Regions from separate parts of the Callithrix jacchus genome. Here region 2 is linked to region 1. Evidence: chromatin contacts called from public Hi-C data. All regions are on one chromosome and are shown on one strand. The core of a region is the stretch at or near the end of the contact, and the rest is flanking DNA. Distances in the headings are between cores, read along the strand shown.

Evidence for each region. Hi-C and Micro-C count contacts between places; a contact is called where the count stands out from the background.
Region 2: a contact with region 1 is called in a Hi-C map of induced pluripotent stem cells, with 2.9 times the contacts expected there. The contact joins the enhancer-like site here to the promoter of STK32B in region 1. A contact is called at or near these places in 2 of 3 Hi-C or Micro-C datasets (induced pluripotent stem cells and skeletal muscle).

What each region holds. Positions count from the first base shown.
Region 1 is chr3:185,249,920-185,256,510 of calJac240_pri, reverse strand. It overlaps STK32B (serine/threonine kinase 32B), which reads right to left and starts at 3,309. Exons shown (of 12, transcript XM_002746002.5): 1 at 2,931-3,309. The coding sequence starts at 2,982. It also overlaps the pseudogene LOC100414363.
Region 2 is chr3:185,343,978-185,350,568 of calJac240_pri, reverse strand. STK32B (serine/threonine kinase 32B) reads right to left here. Exons shown (of 12, transcript XM_002746002.5): 2 at 1,115-1,170. Among named protein-coding and RNA genes, the nearest start is that of STK32B, 94 kb to the right of the region's middle. Within about 2 kb of position 3,203, at least 2 of the 16 cell types and tissues checked have an H3K27ac peak or open chromatin away from gene starts, as enhancers often do.

The sequences.
Region 1 (6,591 bases), core at 2,060-4,559:
GCCAGGTATTCAGCGTTCATCTTTTGTGCCTTCCAGCTTCACACTCCACAATGCAGGACTACTAAACCCCCTCAATCCCCCCCGCCCGACATGAGCCTGGCTTACTCTTTACTATCTGCCTTTGCACATATTCTTCCCTTTCTCTGAAACATCCTTCCCCGCCCACCCCCCAATCACCCACTTCTTCCCCCGGGTAACTCCTGCCGTTTCTGCAAGATTCCAGTCTAAAAGAGGGAGGAGACCTTTTCAGATCCCTCCTCCCCACTCTAAGTTAGGGACCCTCCTCCTGGGTATCAGAGTCACCTGAGCTCACCCACGCCAGGGCACTTACACACCCTATGTTGTCCTGGTGGTTTACTTGCTCTGGGAGGGAGCTCCTTAATTGTTAGTATTTTGCCTTCATCCTCTTCAGTCCCGGTGCCCTGCACAGGGACTGACATGATCAGTAAATGTCTATGAAATAAACGAGTTGGTTGGTGGCAAGTAACACTGCTTTCCCTGTACTAGGAAATGTGTGAGAAACATACTGGCAAAAATCAAACAAGTTAATGTTTCACGGGACTGGAAGCTAGCAAAATGAGAAGAGCCCTAACCCGGTATTTCTTTTGTTTGTTTGTTTATTTATTTATTTGAGACAAGTTTCACTCTTGGTGCCCAGGCTGGAGTGCAATGGTGCAATCCCGTCTCACTGAAACATCCATCTTTTGGGTTTAAGTGATTCTCCTGCCCCAGCCTCCCTAGTAACTGTGATTACAGGTGCCCACCACCATGCCCAGCTAATTTTTGTATTTTTAGTAGAGACAGCGTTTCACCATGTTGGTGAGGCTGGCCTCGAACTCCTGACCTTATGTGATCCGCCTGCCTCAAAAGTGCTGGGATCACGGGCATGAGCCACCATGCCCCACCTCCTAACCTTGTATTTAACAGGCAAATAACCTTAGGCCCAATCTGCTTGTAGAATGAGGAACAGGAACAAGAAAATCAAAAGGTTGGCTACACCAGAGATAACTAGTTTGCCAATGAATATTTTCAAGCTGGGGATAAGGGACAGAGACAGTTCTCAATATAAGGGTGGCAAATGTCCTCTGTAAATAAAAGAGAAAGATGCCAGGAAAATTACCAAAAGCATGACCTTTGACCCTAGAATCACAAACCCCTGCTATCGAGGGTGATGCTGCATGGTGTTCAAACTCTTCCTGGGACACACAGGAGCCTGCATTACCTCCGTGCCTACCTCTCCTCTGTCCACAGCTGGCTCCTTACCCGCACAGGCTCCAGACTAAAGACCAGAAAAAGCCGGGGCCTGTCTGTGCCCCCACGACCCTGCACTGGTTTCTCAAAGCCCTTATCACCATGGATGGTCATTCAGGGCTATTAGACTAAGGACTCCTTTAAGCAAGGATCGCATGGGCCTTACAGAGCAGGTGCTCACTTAACCTTGACTGTGTTCATCTGTCTTTTTGGGAAGGGCTGTCCAGGTGGGCATCTGAGTAGCACTCACCGTTTTGGGAGTTCTAGAAGCCATCCGTGATCTATGCGCATGAGCCAATGCCCTGGGCAATGGTGACAGGCACAGCTTTCAAAGCAGATCGTCCTGCCTCAAGGCCAGCTCTACTTACCAGCTATGATCAGGACAGTTTATGTACTGTTTTTGAGACTCAGTCTCGCTCTGTCGCCCAGGCTGGAGTGCAGTGGCGCGATCTCGGCTCACCACAACCTCTGCCTCCCAGGTTCAAGTGATTCTCCTGTCTTAGCCTCCTAAGTAGCTGGGATTACAGGCACCTGCCACCATGCCTGGCTAATTTTGTGCATATTTAGTAGAGATGGGGTTTCAACATGTTGAAAAAGAGGACAGCCCCCTTTCTAAGGCAGTCACCTCAAGAGGCATGAAAAGGATTGAGTGAACACTATGTGTTAGCATGCCTGGAACATAGTAAGTGCTCACTAAGTCTCAGCTCTTATCTGGGGCACAGTGGAGACTGCGAGTCAGCACAACAGGAAACCAGCTTTGAGAAGCAGAGGGCTCTTCACAGATAATAAACGCACAGCTCAGTACTGCTTGCATTTATAAGGCACTTTTCACGTGCATTACTAATAGTTAAGCTTCAAACAGCCCTATAAAGTAGCAACTGATATCATAACTCTCATTCCATAGGTAAAGAGACTGATGTTTCAGAGAGGCGAAGTAAGTTTTCCAGAGACACGCCACACTGGGAAGAGGGTTCTGCTAGTCCAAATACTGAGCTCTATTGACCTGAACCGCAAGGACCCAGCCAGGAAGTTTAGATGCGGTTGGACAGCCTGCACCACTGCTGCACCGGGGAGGCTGCGGAAAGAAATCAGGACGCCTTCCTCGGGGCCACAGAGTTTAGCAAAGAAAAGTTTCCCTGGGCTGTCCTGGGTGATTGAGGACAGCTGCATCCAACAGGCCCTTACACGAGACCAAATGCTTCGTGGGCACACACACGCACACGAGCGCGCGGGGACACACACACACGCACACGGTACAATCCGCCCACCCAGGCCACCTCCGTCAGCCTCAGGCTCTCAAAGAAACCTCAGCTTCCTGGGTAGCCCAAGCCTAGAAACCTCCTGACCGGCCTCCGAAGTCAACTCCTCCCTTCCACAACCCCAAGTGCAGGTTTCAGGTTCGCCTCTCTGAAGCCGCCTCCCCAGCCCCGCACTGGGCACCGTCCCGACCCCTACAGGGCACTGGGTGCCGAGGAGTTCCCTGGGCAGAATTGCCGCGCCTGGCACGGAGCCGGGCACACTCTGCCGGAGCTGGGCGAAGTGGCCGAGCCTGGGTCCCCGCGCCGGGCAGCACGCGGCGCCCAGCAGGACTCGGCCGAGGGTGACGGAGGCAGGGGAGGCCCAGCCCCTGTCCGAGCGGGGCGGCGCGTGGCGGGAAGTGGCGCCCCACGCCCTCTTACCTTCCTCATTCTCGTCAAACACGGGGGGCTTGTGGGAGTGGTTCCCGCCCATATTCCGCCGCTGCTGCCGCTGCTACATGCCCGTCCGCGGGGACGCGGGATGCAGGATGCGAGATGCAGGATGCGGGATGCCGGATGCGGGGAGCGCGCCCAGCTCAGGTTGTAGCCGCGCGCGGAGCTCCAGGGGGCCGAGCGCCGCGCAGGGGCGGGACGGCGGCTCCCTCCTCCCTGGCGCCCCTCAGACTGCGCTCGCAGGGACCTCGCCCCAGCCCAGCCCTCTGCCCTGCCCCGCCCCGGGCTGCGCTCGCAGGTCCTCACGCCGGCGCCCGCCAGCGAACCCGGGAGCTCCTAGCGCCGGGGCCAACGTGCCGCGCTCCTCGCCGGCTACAGCAGGCGGGCGGGAGACGCGAGGCGGCGCGGGAGGCGGGGCGGGAGCGGGGAGGAGGGGACGCGCGGAGGCCGCGCGCGGGGGGCGGCGGCGGGGCAGAGGGGGCTGAGACCCGGATCGGCCCGAGGAGTCTGAATCCCTGCTTGGCCTCCTCCCTCGGTCGCAGTTGGGTCCCTCCAGGCAGTAATGGTTGGTCAGCACCCACCCTGGCCAGGCCCCGGCAACGCGCTTTGTTAGCGCCATCCTACATCCGCTCCCAACAACCCAGCTATAAGAAAGCGTCGTTCCTATTGAGAAGCGCATAGACGGAGGTCCAGAGGGAAAGAGGCTCTTAGGTCTGTGGTTAGTCGGCCCTGGCTGCGAAGGGGGTCCCAGGGCTCTCCGCTGGGCTGTATTTGCGCATTAGTGTTGGGACGGGCAGTGCAGTGTCTTCTGGCTCTCCAGCCGACACGGCTCCTCTTAAGGTTCCTCCCAGTGTTTCATGAATGAAAGTATCTAGACCCACTGGAACTAATCTGACCCCTTCATTGTACATGGAGAAACTGAGGCCCAAGAGAGCCGTCGTTTGCCCCAAATCATTCTCCCAGGGAATGGCTGAGCATGAGTCTCGGGATTCCCCCAAAATTGGGCAGCATCGGCGTCCGATGTAGGGGCAAGGCTGGCATCTGGGTCTCTGGGCTCCCGCGGCGGGAGATACGTGCCACGGTTGCGGGTGCCTAGTACAGGGTGCGGCAGATGCGCCCCGAGGCTTGTAGGGCGAGCGCGGGTTCCCAGTACGCTCCCTGAGGGACAGGCAGGATCCCCCTGCCTTGCAATCCTGCGGGCCCAGCTCTCCGGACTGCGGGGAATCTTTGGCTACATCCTGCCATCTGCTGGGCGCATGGAACCACTGTCCGTGCTCTGATAGAAAGCACGTGCAGGGGATCTTTGTGAGTCTCTCCATCCCTGTCTCGCCCTCCAGTCCCGGTCCCCTTCCTGGTCTCTCTTTCCAGTTCTCTCCCCGTCTTTCTTTTTCTTGGAGGAAGGGTAAGGGAAGCCGGGGAGCCTAATACAGAAAAAAAAAAAAAAAAAAAAAACCTCCCTAAGGCAATGGGAAAGAACTGAGAAGGTCTGAGGCAGGCCCAGCCAGCATGACCCAAAGCTGGTTCTACCATTTACTGGCAGTGTGTCCCACCTTGGGGTTCTCATCTGCTAAATGGGCTGGTTGATATTAACTCCCTGGGCTGGCTGTGAGAATTCTATCAGGTAATATTTATGAAAGCAGGCAACAGTGCCTGGCATATAAGAAATGATCACTGAAGTGTGTGGCCAGGACAGGCAATGTCCTGAGCACAGACATGGCCCCTAGCTCAAGAAGAGAGGGAGGAATGTGGACAGGCATGGGCTCTGGGCTCATTCTACCCAGGTTTCATTCTGTTTTGCCCCTCGTTAGCCCATTAACTTGGGTACATTGCTTAACCTCTTCTGGACTCAGTTTCTTCATCTGTAAAATGGTGCTAATAAGAGTACTTTGCCTTTCTAAAGTCGTTATGAAGAATATATGAATTGATATTGTGCCATGCTGGGCATGATGGCTCACACCTGTAATCCCAGCACTTTGAAGGGCCAAGGCGGTTAGATCACTTGAAGTCAAGAGTTTGAGACCAGCCTGGCCAACGCGAAGAAACCCTGTCTCTACTTAAAATACAAAACTTAGCCAGGTGTGGTGGCATGTACTTGTAATCCCAGCTACTCAGGAGGCTGAGGCAGGAGAATTGCCTGAACTCAGGAGGCGGAGGTTGCGATGAGCCAAGATCACACCATTGCACTCCAGTCTGGGTAACAAGAGCGAAACTCCATCCCCCCCCCCAAAAAAAGGCATAAGCATCAGGAAGAGAGGGTGCTGGAGCCAAGACTGGAAGGGCAAAGAGGAATCACTGGGTAGGAAGAAGGAAGGGGGCTGCCAGTGCAAAGTTCTCCAGGCCTAGAGAGTGGGAGACTTTGCAGAAGCTGGGCGAAGGTCCACGTGGCTGGAATCAGTCTTGAAGTGCAGTGTACAGTGACGGCGAGCACGTGTATTGAGAGTTCTCTGCCTGTCCAGTTCTGTGCTAACCCTTTGCAGCATACTAGGACCTCCAGCAACCCTTCACTCTTCTGCTCCCCATCTAGAGGATATGCCAGGCCCTGGTACTTCAAAAGCTCTGTGTGGACTTTTCCATCCTCACAGGAACCCTGACAGATAGGTGTGTCACCATCCCTGCTCTGGAGGAGACTGGGGCACCAAGCAGCTAAGCCAAGTCAAATGATTGAGAAGTGTGAAAACGTAAGATTTAAATTCAGGCACTGGCCAGGTGTGGTGTTTCACGCCTGTAATCCCAGCATTTTGGGAGGCCTGGGCAGGCAGATCACTTGAGATCAGGAGTTCAAGACTGGTCAGCATGGTGAAACCCTGTCTCAACTAAAAATACAAAAATGAGGCCGGATGTGGTGGCTCACGCCTGTAATCCCACCACTTTGGGAGGCTGAGGCGGGTGTATCACCTGAAGTCAGGAGGAATTCAAGACCAGCCTAGCCAACATGGTGAAACTTCGTCTCTGCTAAAAATACAAAATTTAGCCAGGCCTGGTGGTGGGTGCCTGTAATCTCAACTACTCGGAAGACTGAGGCAAGAGAATTGCTGGAACCTGGGAGGTAGAAGTTGCAGTGAGCTGAGATCATGCCATTGCACTCCAGCCTGGGTGACAGCAACAAGACTCCAACTCAAAAAAACAAACAACAACAAAAGTAGCTGGGCATGGTGGGGTGTGCCTGTAATCCCAGCTACTCAGGAGGCTGAGGCAGGAGAATCACTTGAACTTGGGAGGCAGAGGTTGCAGTGAGCCTAGATTGTGCCAGTGCACTCCAGCCTCGGCAACAGAGTGAAACTCTGTCTCAAAAAAATAAAATAGGGTCTCCTTGAACTCTCCTGCAGCTGTCGGGATTCCTGTGGCTTTCTTCATTGTCGGGGCCAGGCCTACGCGCCAGCAACCATGTCGAAGGGACCTGCCATTGGTATTGATATTGGCACCATCTACTCTTGTGTGGGTGTTTTCCAGTACTGAAAAGTAGAAATAATTGCCAATGATCAAGGAAACTGAACCACTCCAAGCTATGTCGCCTTTACTGACATCAAACGATTGATTGGTGATGCCACAAAGAATCAAGTTGCAATGAACCCCACCATCACGGTTTTTGATGCCAAACGTCTGATTGGGCGCAGATTTGATGATGCTGTTGTCCAGTCTGATATGAAGC
Region 2 (6,591 bases), core at 1,954-4,453, 94 kb before region 1:
ATTAATTTAAATTTAAATATCCACGTGTGGTTAGTGGCTACCCTATTGATAGCTCAGCTCTACAAAATAGCAGCTTCTCCCTGCCACTCTCCCATAACTCCACGTTCCCCTTAGCTTACCGTATTTTAATGCACTTATCATTATCTAATGTACCATAAAGGTGTATAATTATGTTTCTCATCTCTCTCGTGTTTTAAATGTAAGCCCCACCAGAAAAGACATCTGGGTCTGTTTTGGTTACTCCGGAATGACAGAGTCTAAAGCAGTGCCTAGAACAGGGTTTGCATTCAATTAGTACACATGGACTGGGTTAGTAAATGCAGCAAAGGAGGGAAGGAGGTTGTCTTGGTCTATCCAGCTTCTTAGGTCACATGTCTCGTGTAGCTCTGCGAGTTTTAAATAGTCTAACCAAGAGTGTGTGGGTTGCTGAAATAGCAGGTGCCTGGTCAGCCTTCAGTTCAAATCCCACTTATGACACTTCCTGCCTATGTGGCCCCTGCTCCATCTTTCTGAGCTGCACAGACTAAGTTTTACATCTAAGCTTTTCCATCTGTAAAATAAAAAGAACAATAGTTCTGAAAAAAATGTAACAGAATATCTGGCATTCAGTAGATTCTCAAAGCAATTATTGCACCCTCAAAATTTCTGAGTATGTGAGAACAGACTGGGCTTGATTGGGGGAATATTTTGGTTTTCTAAAAACTCCTGCCATCTTCTAGTCTTCTACACCCTTTCACCAAAAACAGTCAAAGATCACAAACTTTCCAAAACAATAAATGTCTACATTGCTAGAAAGAGCTGCCTTTGTGAGGTTTATGGGTTTTTTTTCCCTACTTTCCTGACTTAGATTCTCAAGGAACAAATGGCAGTGGCAATCTTGAAATAATTGCCACTGTAATTCACCTAAGCCAGGGCTGTCGTGGTAATGTAATTTTTCAGAGTAAAATTACACCGGACCCAAAGGAAACTATTTAGACTTCTTTTCGCATTCCAAATTTGTCAAATCGAAATCTTACTGTCAAACAGGATATCCCCAGTGCCCAGCAACTAACACACAGACACACAAATATACAGACACACTTAAGCCCAGTGGTCTAGGCATTCATATTCTTACCTTTCCAAAACTCCCTTTACCAATGGCCCGCAGAATCTGAAAATGGTCAAAGTTGACTGCAAAAGAAAAAAAAAAACAAAGGACACGAGTCAGATTTGCTAAAGCTTGTATTGCCCCTTAAATATCCTTACCTAGCTCCCCACCCGCCTATTCCAAAGGCTCCTGGGTCACGTGTGCCATACTTGCCAGACCAGCTGTCCATCCTTGAATGGATCCACAAGGGAACTTGCGGCACATTCCATTTTCTCCCCATCACACACATTGCCCATCTCAAGCCTTCCCTTCACACCATGCTTCCTGATGGGGCTCTGCATTCCTGCTGCTTCACTCTCCACCCCACTCTGCCTGGCTTCTACCTGCTTCCCTACACCAAGACAGGCCAACAACGTACGGCCTTGCCGGTAAATCCCATGGCATCCTCGCCTCCTTTGACCTGTCCGCTCTCTCAGTGCTGCCTTCCACACTTCACTTCCCTCTGCACACACAGCCTTGTCCTCCCAGGCGGTAAATACTGGAGTCTGTCAAGCCTTTGTCCTATAACCATTCTCTTGTCAAGGGCTCCAAAGGCTGCAATGACCACCCAATTGGCAGTGAATCTTCAGTGTGTCTCTGGCTTTGTCTGTAGGTGTTAATGCCTGCCCCATGGGTCCTCATGGAGGTTCCAAAGCCACTGTGAACTCCACAGATCCAAAGCAGAATGAGGATGAGTGGTCTCCACATTCACCGACCGTACCCACACAAAACCCAGGACTCGTTCTTGACTCCTTTCTCCCCCTCCCCCATATCCAATCTTTCACTGGGTAGCTCCACGTCATCTGTGCACTGTCTCTCACACCCACCCACCCCTATGGCCACTCCTCTGGTCTAACCCACCATCTTCTGTCTCCTGGACCACTATGGTGGCATCCCAACATCCTCACCCAACTCTTCCACTCAGGGAAATGTGTGAGGAGCTGAGTGATCTTGCTTGTGCTTTGCTTCCTCCCCTCCGATGCCCGCTCCATTGCTCTCAGGGGAAAGAGCAAATCCTTCCCCAAGAATGCAGGGTTCCAGCTGCTTCTCCTGCCTCCCCTCCCTGCTTATTCCCATCACCTACTACCAGACGTGAGAGCAGCCACTTCCAGGCCGTTAGTGCTCTCCTGCTGGCCCTACCCTTATTCTCTCTGCATCCCCAGAAGCCTACCCTCACCCTCCAGACTAAGTCTGGCTCCCTACGAAACACTCTCATAGCACTGTGGAACTTTCCCCCAAAATACACGGCTTTGTATAATTTTACCTTTGTATATTTCATTAAGTTCACTTTTCCCTACTACACTCTAAGCTCCCTGACTTCAGGGGCCATGTTTATTTTCTGTTGTACCCTTAGCACTCAGCACAGTGTTTAGTACACAGTTAGTGTTCAATAAATATTCATTAACAGAATGAATGATTGACTGAACTAATCTCCGTATTCATAGCGCCAAACACAACTCCTGGTACATAATAAGTGTTCGGTAAATATTTTTGAATTAGACTGAATTACAGCCAGTTTCCAATAACTAGAAAAGACATGTTATTTAGGAAAAAATGAAGCGAATTGATTAGTTCACCACACATAATGGAAGCAAGAATGTGAGGAAGTAAATGAATACAATTAGTTCCTTGTATATTAAACTTAGGCAATGGAGGATAATTATGTTGAGCGGTGCCCCTGCCAAGCCAAGGTCAGAATCCTGCATGCGATCACATGCCTAACGTGCTTAGAATAGAGAGACAGGGTTAATGGTTAACTTACTAAAACCTTGGTTCTTTGACTCAGATTTATTTCCTGTCAGAATAACTTGCCAAGAAAGAAATTCCGTATTTTCACCTCTTACTCACTCACCAAAGGTCAGAGAAGAGGAAAAAAGCAATGAGCTTGGACTGCAGCTTGTTATGTAACCAGAAGCATGCTGGGAAATGCACATATCCCATCCAGAAGCTCCTGAGGTCCCCACAGGGCAGGTACCACTGTCAGGACCTCAAATCAGCAATGAACATCACGGGTTCCCTGAAGGTACCAGCTGCCACACGCTGCCATATCTTTGTGCTGCTGTTCCCCTTGCCTGCAAGACCGTTTCTCCAACACTCCTTATTTTGGGAAAGACTTTTCACTGGCCTTCGACATGCAGCTCATACACTTGCTCTCTTGTGAAGCTTTTCCCCAACCCCCAACTAACCATTTCTTTCCTTAGAGGTAACGCTGAACCTTCTGCAGACACCTAACAGTTTGTGGGGAACTTGCTCCTGAGTCAGACTGCTTAGGTCCACCCAGTCAGTGTGTCCTTAGCCTCTGAGGTGGCTGGATTGGAGGTGAGGTACATTCTCATTTGTAGAACAGGGAAAATGGAGCCTACCTTCCATAAAGAGCTCAGAATTGTGCCTGGCACACTACAATCTTTCAGAAAGTGCTGGCTCTTTGTGTTGGGGGGTGAGGAGCAGTCCCCTCCCTCTTTTCTGGTTCCTACCAGTTGGGATATTGCCCTACATATCGGTGGCCTCTTGCTCCATCCAAGGTGGTACACGTTATCCCAGCGGTGAACTGGAAAAGAAATGGGACTGGCGTATTGATGTTCACTGTGCCCTCTCTGTGGAGTCTGTCTGACTTCTGGCAATGACCTCTCTTCGGCTCCTTCTTGCCAGAAGCTTTTCAGGACCAGCTGCCATGTGGAGACGTCTATGGGGTCCAGATTTGACATTGGTCAGGTGGAAAAGTCCAGCTAATTCTGGGCTTCAGCATTAAGGAGCGCATGATTCCTGCCTTCCTGAGTTACGGTCCTTCGCTTTATCACTCTAAAGATGAGACTTGGTTCTCCATCAGCCTTCCTCTCCATCTTGTCTCCTAACTGGAGGAAGGTGTTAATTACTGAGCAAATGGTCAAATGCCAAAAGCCATTATTACCTTAAAAATTAGTGTTATCACATCGTAAATATTCCCACTCATCCATATCCCCTACAAAATTGTGGGCTCCTTTGAGGAAACTAACAGAATGTATGGGGCAAAAAGGCTCTTAATGAATGCTTGTCTGCTTATTGGACTAGATTGGATTTAGGTGACTGTGAGCACACAGCCTGTGGTTCCTGTGAATTTGGCATTTCTCTGGGGTTTACTACACTTACACCTACGTAATAGCACCTAAAAGGAGACACTTGGAATAAGCTGAAAGTTAACACTTGGTTGATAAACAGATTAAAATGGCTTCAGTCAATGAAAATGCCAAGCCAACAATGGGTCCTAGAATCACACTGTCGCCTGAGGCTGTTTGCCCAGAGTAGGAAGAGTTGGAGGGGGGATGATAGAGGGTTGAAGAGTGGTTACTTTGGGTGACCATCTTGTCCTGGTTTCCTTGGGATCTTTCTGGTTTTAGCCTGGGAAGTCCTGCATCCTTGCAAACTGCCCTGTTTGGGGAACACCAGATGGGCACCCTTGGTTTCTGATCTTGAACCCATTCCATCTGAAGAAGCTGCAAGAACTGCTTGGGCTGGCAGAGTGATTGGATTAGAGGTGAGGTACATCCTTGAAAAGTGGTGTCTCACCACCAGACTCGGAGAGAGTTGCAAAGGGTAATACTGCTGAAAGTGTACCACTGGGGTAGAAACGGGCAAAGCATTGCTGCAACGGCAAAGACAAGGAGTGTCAGTGTCCTTGCCAAAAGCACAAGGACAGTGGCACCTGCCTTGCCAGCCATCATGAAGACAATGAAACAACACATTGGGGGTGCTATTTGCTCAGCCAGGCTAACTTTTCCCTTCTTTCTTGATAAAAAAAACCCCCAGCTCTCTTTAGGGATCACTGTGGCCAGCCCCAGGCAATGAATGATAAGTTGCCCATCCCCAGAAAAGTCATAATTGATCAAATCCAGTGGCATTTTCAGAATCACCTGGAACCTTGTTAAGATAGATCAGTGGGTACCACCTCCAGAGTTCACCTGAGTTTCTAAGGAGGCATTAAAAATTTGCAATTCTAAGAAGTTTCTAGGTGGCGCTGATGGTTATGGGACTGCACTTTGGGAACTACCAATCTAATTAATCTGGACAATTGTATTCTCCACCTTTCCAGCCACTGTGCAGCCAGCAATGACCTTGTGACCCAGATCTAATCACTGAGATCTAAGCAGAGGATTGATGGAGATATTTTTGGGAAAGCATTTTTTGTGTATGTGATGAAAGGGGGACACTGAGCTAGAGTGGCCCTTCAACCCTCCCGCTTCTTCCTGCCTTGAATGTGGACATGATATCTGGAGCTGCAGCAGCCACCTTGTGACTATAAAGCCAAAAACATGAACAAAAGGCCAAGACAGATGCAGGGAAGCCACTCCTTGTTGTGAGCCTCTAAAAACGCGCCAGCAACTACTTACCTTGGGACTTAATCTATCAGGAAAAAAGAACAAAACAATGGCATTTGTTCAGTGGGTCAGGTTGGCTATTACTAGAAGCCAGAAACATTCTTTCCGGATACTCAAAGCCAGGCACATAGCTGTGGTTTGGTAAATGCTAACTATTTTATTGCAAATTTCTAGCCCCACGGCGATTTTACTAAGAGGTCAAAGAGTAAGAGTAATTTGGGACAATAACACAGGAGCCAGGCTCCCTGGATCCGAATTCTCTCTCCACCACTCAGTGGCCGGGTGATGTTGGGGAAGCCACTTAGGCTCTCTGTGAGTCAGCCTCCACGCTTACATAATGAGCATAATAGAACACCTGCCTCATAGTGTTGTAAATGATGTGTTAATTAACATAGGTAGAACATTTAGAATAGTACCAAGCATGAACTAATGGCTACCAGTATTAGGTATTACTAGGAATATTCTTCTATTTTAGTGGGTTTTCCTCATATTTCACCTTGTGATACAATACTGGTCTGATTAACTCATGACAAAACACTCGTGACTGATAAATCTGGAAGTGTGTTAGGGCCAATTAGTTACCGATGGTGATTGATCGCTCTGCGTAAACCTGGTTGTCCTACTTTGCATGCCAGTAGGCTCTCTCATTTCCACTCGAACTGCTATCTCTAATGAATTTCACAGCACTCTTTCAACACTGCAATATTCATGAAGCTGTTTATGCAAACAGCCAAGTGTGAACTTTCAAGATGGCTAGTAACTCTTTCAAACAATCTCTAATGGAAAGTAAACCACAGTCCACATCCTGTACAAACACATGCGTTTAAGCATCGTGTGCGTCAAGCAAGGGCAGTAAGCAAACAGCCCGTTCCTGCCCTCTGGAAAAGCCGAAACCTGCAGCTCCTTCCTGGCAGGGTGGGTGCTGGGCACAAGACTGCACATGTGGGTCATGCACATGTGTGCTTAGTTTGGGTAGCCCAATGATTAAAATTGTTTCGAATAAGTTACAATATTCAAAAATTAGAAAATGTCACCCCAAAATTTTGTTTTCTGATGTCTTAGTCTGTTGTATTGCTATCACAGAATACCACAGACTGGGTAATTTATTTTTAT